2 separate regions of the Oryctolagus cuniculus genome follow, and region 1 is linked to region 2. Evidence: chromatin contacts called from public Micro-C data. All regions are on one chromosome and are shown on one strand. The core of a region is the stretch at or near the end of the contact, and the rest is flanking DNA. Distances in the headings are between cores, read along the strand shown. Region 1 has its middle 24 kb from the start of IFNAR2. Region 2 overlaps LOC138849237 (a long non-coding RNA gene).

What was found. Hi-C and Micro-C count contacts between places; a contact is called where the count stands out from the background.
Region 1: a Micro-C map of ear pinna shows a contact between it and region 2, with 7 times the contacts expected there. The contact joins two enhancer-like sites. A contact is called at or near these places in 2 of 6 Hi-C or Micro-C datasets (ear pinna and an unstated tissue).

What each region holds. Positions count from the first base shown.
Region 1 is chr4:11,831,320-11,835,851 of mOryCun1.1, reverse strand. No RefSeq gene overlaps it. Among named protein-coding and RNA genes, the nearest start is that of IFNAR2, 24 kb to the right of the region's middle. Within about 2 kb of position 2,156, at least 2 of the 8 cell types and tissues checked have an H3K27ac peak or open chromatin away from gene starts, as enhancers often do. A contact at or near this core is called in ear pinna, where this site is marked.
Region 2 is chr4:11,645,393-11,650,248 of mOryCun1.1, reverse strand. It overlaps LOC138849237 (a long non-coding RNA gene), which reads right to left. Exons shown (of 3, transcript XR_011387723.1): 2 at 1,832-1,977. Among named protein-coding and RNA genes, the nearest start is that of IFNGR2, 33 kb to the right of the region's middle. Within about 2 kb of position 3,303, at least 2 of the 8 cell types and tissues checked have an H3K27ac peak or open chromatin away from gene starts, as enhancers often do. A contact at or near this core is called in ear pinna, where this site is marked.

The sequences.
Region 1 (4,532 bases), core at 907-3,406, 190 kb before region 2:
AAGCATGTGTGCATGTGTGTGCCACAAGAGCTTGAATCTTGCTGTGATTCGGAGTAACAGACGCTGGAAATTCAATGACAACTTAGTCCTTTAGGGCAGTGAAAATCACAGAAGCGCACGGTCCAGGGAGCCCATGTCCGGCCTCGCCTCCGTCGTGAGCCGGCGGGGGGTCGGGGGTGACGTTGTGTCTCCGCTTCCATTTCCTCGCCCGGGGTTTGGGGGAAGCGGGGACAGGGATGCCCAGTGCTCCTCGCCCTCTCTCCAGTTCAGCGCCCTCCTCTCCCACCTTGTTTAAAAGAGGGGACCACGGCTGCCGGACCTGTTTTCTTGAGACACAGCGCCACCTGCAGGTGATGGTAGTCACGACAACAGGTGCGTGCAATTGACCCGCAGAAAGCCTTCCTGGTGTCCTAAGGGAGATGGTCACACCCTCGGGAGTGGGCCCCCTGGATTCGGATCAGTGGGTATGGACACGGCGCCAAGCTGAGATAACTGGCCCACAAGGAGACAGATGCCTAGCCTCGGCCTCACTACCACCGACCCCAGCTAATAGAGCTCACACCCACAATTGTTCCTTGTGGATTCTTACAAAAGAGAGGAAGCCGGGCGTACACGGGATGACCTGTAGCGTGCAGAACAAGCTCAGTGGACATGCCTCTTCCTTGGGCAAGTCCACACAAGACAGTCTCCAGCTGTTCTTGTCCCGGCAAGAGGTCCACTTGGAGATATCTCCTGTGGATGCTTCTACTTAAAAATATCTATCTATGGGGTGTAGGGGCCCACGCACTTGGACCATCTTCTACTGCTTTCTCAGGCCATAGCAGAGATCTGGATCAGAAGTGGAGCAGCTGGGACTCGAACCAGCACCCATATGGGATGCTGACACTGCAGGCAGCAGCTTTACCTGCTACGCCACAGCCCTGACCCCCAACAGACCTTGTGAAATAGGAATTAATATCCCCATTTTTCAAGATGAGGGAAGGGAAGATGTGAGAAGCCCAGAAATAGCAAAGCTGGCATGCAGGCTTGGATGAACACAGGCACACAGACGTCCAGTGAGACTGTGGCAGACACCGCCCCCTGTCAAGGGCGTAGCTCTCATCACGGTGTACCACTTGCACTCTACAGTTCGGAGAGCAGACCAGCTTTGAAGTGTGTGATCTCTAAAGAAAACTACCCTATCTTTTGCCAGCCACCAATGCTGGCAGGCTGGATGAGGTGTGATAGGGCAGTTTCTTTCCAAGTACCTAAGTGTTGGTTCTTAGAAACAGCGTAGATAACATTTAAGACCATCCTTGTAACAACGTCCCAACACTTCCTTGATGCCATTAACTCTTGGCTGGGAAAGGAGTGGGACACATGGCAGCCCAAGGGAATCCACCAGATCTGAATTTGTCCCTTTTTCCTGTGCATCAGAGGGGGAGAGAGATGGAAGCCACCGCTGGGTGGCTGAGCTCTCTGGCTGTGATCTCAACTCTTTCCTATTTCTACAAGTGCTGAGACCATGGGCCAACAGAATCGGATTTTTCTCTTCTTTGTATCCTGCGCTGTACTTTTTAGAATACTGGCACAAAAATGCACCTTCACTAAATATCTGCTGGTGTATGGGGGTGGGGGAGAAAAGGTATCCAGGCTGTGTGCTGAAAACAAGAATGTCGGACCCGATCAGACATTGCTGAAATGACAGTGAGGCATCGAGACGGGACAGAGTCCAGAGAAGGAGATCGGCTGGGAAGGGGAAGTGCCAGGGACTCTCAGGTTGTGGTGGATGTGGGAATAGGTCCAAATGGAACAAGACACTAGAATTGGGGTGACCCTCTGGGAGAAGGAGAAGTTAAGATCTGATATCGAAACCGCAAGGCAGACGCCTGAAAAAGAAATACATACTATTGTGCAAGCGCAAACTGCCTGCTTTAAGCACTCTCTACACAGAGGAAACCGTGTTATTCAAGGTTGAATAATCACTAGGTTGCAGCTAATCAGCAGTCCGGGGGTGAGGGAGGAGTCGGAGCTCAGCATCTGGCTTCTGCATGTCTGTGCCGTGGTGTTGATGTTATCAGTCACAGGAACAGGAGCAGGGAGGGAGTGGAGCCAGCCCAGTCACCCAGGGTGAACTGGGGCAGGGAAGCAGAACCATCTAGAAGGCGAGTGTCCTGGAATGAGTAAGCAGCAGTGGCTGAGCCTAGCTAGAGGCTGGTGAGACCTCTCTCTAGACCCAGCAATGAAGGTGAGCAATCCATTGTCAGATGTCAGCATCATCTGTGTGTCTGTCCTGCTGGCTCCTGTCTTCTTTTTTTTTTTTTCTTTAAGATTTATTTATTTTACTTGACAGTCAGAGTTACACAGAGAGAGAAGGAGAGTGAGAGAGAGAGAGAGAGAGGTCTTCCATCTGCTGGTTCACTTCCCCAGATGGCCGCAACAGTGGAAACTGCACTGATCTGAAGCCAGGAGCCAGGGGCTTCTTCCAGGTCTCCCATGTGGGTGCAGGGGCCCAAGGACTTGGACCATTTTCTACCATTTTCCCAGGCCACAGCAGAGAGCTGGATTGGAAGTAGAGCAGCCGGGACTCAAACCAGCACCCATATGGGATGCCGACACTGCAGGTGGGGCTTTATCCACTACACCACGGCAGCGGCCCCATCTCTCATGTTTTCTTCCTGCCCCACCTTCAGCTAACCAAGCCCAGTTTTTTACAACTGCTAATCTGCAAGAGGCAGAGACCATGGAGAATCAGAAAATACCTCCTATCATTGTGTGCGCAAAATAGAACCTAACACGTTGGAACCTTTTGAGCTCTGCCGGTTGTCTGAGCTGTGTCAAGAACAAGGCCTTTGGCCGGCACCGTGGCCCACTTGGCTAATCCTCCTCCTGCAGTGCCAGCACCCTGGGTTCTAGTCCTGGTTGGGGTGCCGGATTCTGTCCTGGTTGCCCCTCTTCCAGGCCAGCTCTCTGCTGTGGCCAGGGAGTGCAGGGGAGGATGGCCCAAGTGCTTGGGCCCTGCACCCCATGGGAGACCAGGATAAGCACCTGGCTCCTGCCATCGGATCAGCGCGGTGTGCCAGCCATAGCAACCATTTGGGGGGTGAACCAACGGAAGGAAGACCTTTCTCTCTGTCTCTCTCACTGTCTAACTCTGTCTGTCAAAAAATTAAAAAAAAAAAAAAAAAAAAGAACAAGGTCCTTGGTGTGTTATTTTCTGAAGCTCTCTTTTCTGCTCTTTTGTTCTGCATGGGGCCTGGAGGGCTGCTGATGCTCCAGAGAGAGAGAGGATTTAAGTGGTGAAGAGCACATACTCCATTTGAGGGTGCACAGCGGGGAGTGCTGAAGGGTGTTACCTGGAGGACTGGGTTCGGACAGGGTAACAGGAGCTCCCATGGGGGAGGGCTTTGTGATTTCTCCAAACACATACCGTGTGCCGCACACTAGTCACCGAGTGAGGACAGTGACGAGGCAAGGTCCCGGGTGATTCCCATGGACTGAGCGGAGGAGATATTTGGGCGTTTGGCTGGGTCCAAAGGAGGCAGAGACTGTGCAGGGGCAAGGCAGGCAAATCCTCCACCATGGAAGGGTGGGGAGTGGCTTTACCTGCCTGGAGCAATTGGCACAGGCAGGTGCACAGTAAAGGGTGAAGACACTTCTGGGCGAGGAGCAGCCGGTACCTGGGGCAGCAGTGTGAGGACCTCATGATCTTTGAAGATGCGAGGCTTCAGGCTCCACCAGCCCACAGGGCCACTTTGTGTGATATTTTTTAAAGATTTATGAATTTATTTAGAAAAAGTTACAGAGAGAGAGAGAGAGGGAGAGAGAGAGAGAGAGGTCTTCCATCCACCGGTTTACTCCCCAGATGGCCACTACAGCCGAGACTGAGCCAAGCTGAAGCCAGGAGCCAGGAGGTTCATCCGAGTCTCCCACATGAGTGGCAGGAAGCCAAACACTTGGGCCATCTTCTGCTTCTTTCCCAAGTGCATTAGCAGGGAGCTGGATCGGAAGCAGAGCAGCCAGAACTTGAACCAGTGCCCACGTGGGATGCTGGCATTGCAGGTGGCGGCTTTACAAGCTACGCCGCAATGCTGGCCCCTGTGGGGATATTCTGTCCTCTGGCCGCTGCAGTCCAGGTGTAGGGTTGACAAGGAAAGGTTACCTCCGTGGGAACTGCAAGACACTCACAGCCTCACTGCAGGGGCTCAGCCCCCACGAGCCCCTCCCTAGCTGTGCTCTGATGACACTTACTGCCTTGAGCGTTTGCTGTTCCAGCAAACACGTTCCCACCCTGACGACCCCCTCTGCTCCTTTTTCCAATTTCATCTTAGAGGTGAATGTCTCAGGTCAGCGGGACAGCTCTCTCACCCAGAAGTTGCCCCACATCTCCCTAACTGCACTCACCACAGTTACAAACACTTGTGAGGACGTCTGTGTCCCCCACGACAGTCCGATCTCCCAGAAACCAGAGTCTGTGTCCCTCGCGTTCACTGCCAAGTCCCCTTGTGTGTGCCGTGCACATGGGGGTGCGCTCGGCAAATGCTTCTGGAATA
Region 2 (4,856 bases), core at 2,054-4,553:
CATGAAAGATCTCTGTTAGTGTGTTCCCAGTGGAAAGAAGGGGCCATCAAAGAAGGATGTACTTTTCTCTGAAGGGAGGAGAGAGCTTCCACTTTGCTTATGGCCCTGTCTAGATACTGATGAAGTTTGTGGACTCAGAAGGCTTCCATAGCCTTGGCAGCTCATGACAAGAGCCTCGGGTGATTACTGACATCATAAATAAGAGTGTCAGTTGTTAAATCAACAACATGAGTCACTGTGCACTTGCTGCCCCTGTAGGAACTCTATCCTTAATGTGTTGTACTATGAGAAATAAAGGTAAAACTTGTCTTAAAACAGTACTTGGTGTGTCTGTGTGGGTGTAAAAACTGTTGAAATCTTTACTTAGTACAGAGTTGGTCTTCTGTATATAAATATAATTAAAAATAAATCTTGGCCAGCACCGCGGCTCAATAGGCTAATCCTCCGCCTAGCGGCGCCGGCACACCGGGTTCTAGTCCCGGTCAGGGCGCCGGATTCTGTCTCGGTTGCCCCTCTTCTTCCAGGCCAGCTCTCTGCTGTGGCCTGGGAGTGCAGTAGAGGAAGGCCCAAGTGCTTGGGCCCTGCACCCCATGGGAGACCAGGAGAAGCACCTGACTCCTGCCTTCGGATCAGCGTGGTGCGCCGGCTGCAGTGGCCATTGAAGGGTGAACCAACGGCAAAGGAAGACCTTTCTCTCTGTCTCTCTCTCTCACTGTCCACTCTGCCTGTCAAAAAAAAAAAAAAAATCTTAATGAAGAATGAGATGTGAGAGGGAGTAGGAGGTGGAATGTTTTGGGGTGGGAGGGCAGCTATGGGGGAAAAACTGCTGTAATCCAAAAGTTGTACTTATGAAATTTCTCTCTCAAACTCTGCCTATCAAATAAATAACTAAATCTTTTTTTAAATTGCTTTTAAAAAGCCAGGTAGTCTTTTTATGGGATGGGGTGGTTTCTGGGATGATGCTTAATTGACTATTCAATTAAGTGTGGAGTTCGGGCAGAGCTTGCATAGCGCCCATTTCTGTGCCCCCCCTTCTTTCTAAATTTTTATCTTTTTAAGATTTTATTTATTTATTTATTTATTTGCGATGTAGAGTTACAGACAGAGGGTGAGACAGAGATAAAGGTCTTCCATTCAATGGTTCACTCCCCAAATGGCCACAGTGGTCAGAACTGGGCCAGGCCGAAGCCAGGAGCTTCTTCTGGGTCTCCCACGTGGGTGCAGAGGCCTGAGGACTTGGGCCATCTTCCACTGCTTTCCCAGGCCTCAGCAGGGAGCTGGTTGGGAAGAGGAGCAGCTGGGACAAGAACCAGCATCCATATGGGCACCGCAGGCAGAAGCCTACTATGCCGCAGTGCCGGCCCCCATCCATGTCCTTTCATCGGGGATGAAGCAAGGGTCACGACCTTTGAGCACAGAGGAAGGAGGATCGGGTGCATGACGGGCAGTGGGAGTGCCGAGCCTGCAATGGTGTTGGATATTTCTAGCTGGAGCCAGCTGTTAAGTAGCGACACCTGGCACCTGCACTTTGCACAGAAGGGGATGGGCTTTGTGGGTGGGGGGTGCATTCAGCCGCGGCTCCTCCTCGCTCACCAGCGACCTGCCTGCATCAGTCCAGCCCGAAACACCAAGAGTGCCCAGGTGGAGAAACCGCACCTTAAAATCTTCTGTGGATGGCACTTCTTGGACAGCCACCGGGAACCCACACATTTTCCATATCCTGACTTCGTTCCTTCTTTGGAAGAAATGTTTCTTGATAAGCATTTGGGTTTTTCTGTTAGTAAAATCACTGCTTTATTCTTGGGGAAGTAAAACAAGGGTGTGGTCTTACCTTTGGCCACTGCACGGGGAGTACAGGCCTGGCCCTGGCTCGTGCTGAAGGAGGCAGTGCAGGTGGTGAACCATCGGATGGAAGACCTCTCTCTCTCTGCTTCTCCTCTCTCTTTGTAACTCTGACTTTCAAATAAGTAAATAAATCTTAAAAAAAAAAAAAAAAAAAAAAAAAAAGAAGAAGAAGAAGAAGAAGGTGAGCGAAATCATCTGGTCTGGCCCTGCCAAGCAACCAGAGGTGGCACTTGAACTTCACAAACCTACAGCAGGCTAATGCTTAAGTTGATGATTTTGTACGGCCCGTGAACAATATCATGAATTTCCAAATGGCCCTCGGCAGAACAAAAGGTTCCCCACCCATGCCAGCCGAGCTTGGAATAGTTCCAGAAGGCACCAGCCGGTAAGTGGGTGTGGCAGGGTTGTCTAGGGGGGCCCCTGGAAGTGGAGCCCCTGAAAGGAATGAGAAGGAGTGCCCGGCTCTCTAGGGGACAATGAACCTATTCAGGGAGTTCCTTCTCGCTCCCTCCGACGTCCAGGTCTGTGCGCACTGCCTCCAGGGGAGAACATTTGCCAAGATCACTGTGGTTCCAAGGAACTTGACCAGTCCTTCCGAGACGGCGCGAGGCCACCAGCAAGCAGGCAGTTCTTCAAGGCCTCGAACCCTTTCCCGTGGGCCCCACGAGTGCTCCAGCTCCCGGTGTTGGCGTGCGACTGCCTGGGCTGGAATTCCCTCCCTTTGCCCTTGACCCTTCGGGGCACGGCAGTCTTATCTGTTCTCTGGAAAGTGAAGGGATGGGTCCATTCTTGTTCTCGACTGGCCCCACAGAGCAGAGAGCAAAGGCCAGAAGGTGCCAACGTGGAGCGCAGAGCCCAGGAGGGAGAACAGATGCTGTGGCCAGGTGGCTGGCTTAGAAATTGGGAGGATTCATCAGCAATTCTGGAGTGTTCGCATATGTATTTCCCTGAGCAGGGTTTAATATCACTAAGAATCATGACCGTTTGGAAAACAATAAATAAATTTTGATTCTGGTGTCATAGAGAAATTGGTTTAAAAAAAATAAAAAAACAAGGCATCTGTCTTGTATGTTTGTTTTCCTCTAATAGGGAACTTGAGCTGTGCCCTAAGCGTCCCCTGTCGCTGGCCTTGCACCAGCTCTGTGTGGTGGCTGATTCCTGTAACTCACATCACGGCGATGATAGCCATCAAGAACAAATAATTGAACCAAAGCCGGGATCCTCCTACTTCTGTTGCCATTTGCTTCAGGGAACGGAAGTTGAAAGGAGATCAAGCGCAGGCACCTGTCCCCAGAAACGCTGGGCGTGCCCTGCACACCCCACCCTGTGCCCGTCTCATCAGCACAGACCGCTTACAAACATAGACCACATAGTCACGCTTGGTTCCTTCACTCCAAAGCACTTATTGTCAAGAAGCGCATTTCTCTGATTCGGTGTTGGCCCCTGAGCCAATAGACCTTCTTCCTCAAATGCAGAGTTCAAACTTTGCCCATGACTAAGCACACAGTGCCTACGCACACTTCCTCTTCTCTGCAGGAAATCTTTATATTTTTTTAAGGTTTATTTATTTACTTGAACTCAGAGATACAGAGAGAGGAGAGACAGACAGAGAGATAGAGAGAATCTTCCAACCACTGGTTCACTTCCCCAGATGGCCGCAATGGCCAGAACTGGGCCAGGCCAAAGCCAGGAGCCAGTAGCTTCATCCGGGTCTCTGATGTGGGTGGCAGGGGCCTGAAAACTTGGGCCATCTTCTATTGCCTTCCCAAGCACGTTAGCTGGGAGCTGGGACACGAACTGGTGCCCATATGGGATTGCTGGCATTGCTGGTGGCAGGTTAACCCACTTCACCACAACACTGGCCCCCAGAGAGCTTATTTGTTTCATGCATGAAACTTAAAAAACAAACAATTGACTACCATAAGAAAAAAAATTACCACGCTCACCACCCAAAAGTATGGAAACAGATAACGCAGAATAATTGTCAGGCATTTCTTTCTGAGTTGGCACACCGACATGAAGCAGAGACTTAAGGGATAGGGCTCACGAGGATTGAACCCAACTCAGATGTCAGCTCTGCCACCTACTGGTTGGCTAAGCTTGGGCAAAGAATTTCACTTGTGTGCTTAAAATCTAGGAAGTGAGTGTTGTATGTGTCGCAGCTCAGCAGGTCAAGCTGCCGCCTGCAATGCTGGCATCCTGAATGAGTGCCGGTTTGAATCCCAGCTGCTCCACCTCTGATCCAGTTTCCTGCTGGTGTGGCCTGGGAAAGCAGCAGCAGATGCACCCACGTGGGAGACCTGGAAACAGCTCCTGGCTCCGGCTTCTGCCTGGCTCAGCCCTGGTTGTTACAGTCATTTGGAGAGTGAACCGGCGGATGGACGGACTCTCTCTCTCTCTCTCTCTCTCTGCCTTTTAAATAAATAAACAAATCTTTTAAACGGGCATGCTCACCCCCGGGTCACCGGGCTATTCCAGAGATAAGTAGTGATGGACACACAGCCTCTAGCACAAGTCATAACTGCATTATTATCTAAAAGATTCTAGAATCACACACACTGCAGACACATTTGCTTCGTTGTTTTTTTGTTTTGTTTTGTTTTAAGAAAACACAGATGCTAATGCTGATTTGAAACCAAATCAAACTCCCCCCTCCTCGGTCCTTCCCCATCACACAACCCCATCCCATCTGGCTGCTGAGGTCACAACCGCCTGTCACCTCTGAGTCCTTCCTCTCTCATGCCCCACCTTCTCTCTGTCAGATCTTCCAGTGCTGCCTCCAAATACCTTGAATCCCTTTACTGCCCTCCGCTGCTGCTGCCCTGGTTCAAGCCACCAGCTGGAGAACCAGGACGCACTTGGAAACACACATCCAGGAGAGTTTTGACCAAGTTGACACATAAATTAGCCATCACAAGATGCTCAGAAAATGACTGACTCGTTCACCGAACCACTGAGATCAGAATTCAAATGCTTAAGTTACGCTGTTATCAATGAATTTAAAAAAAAAA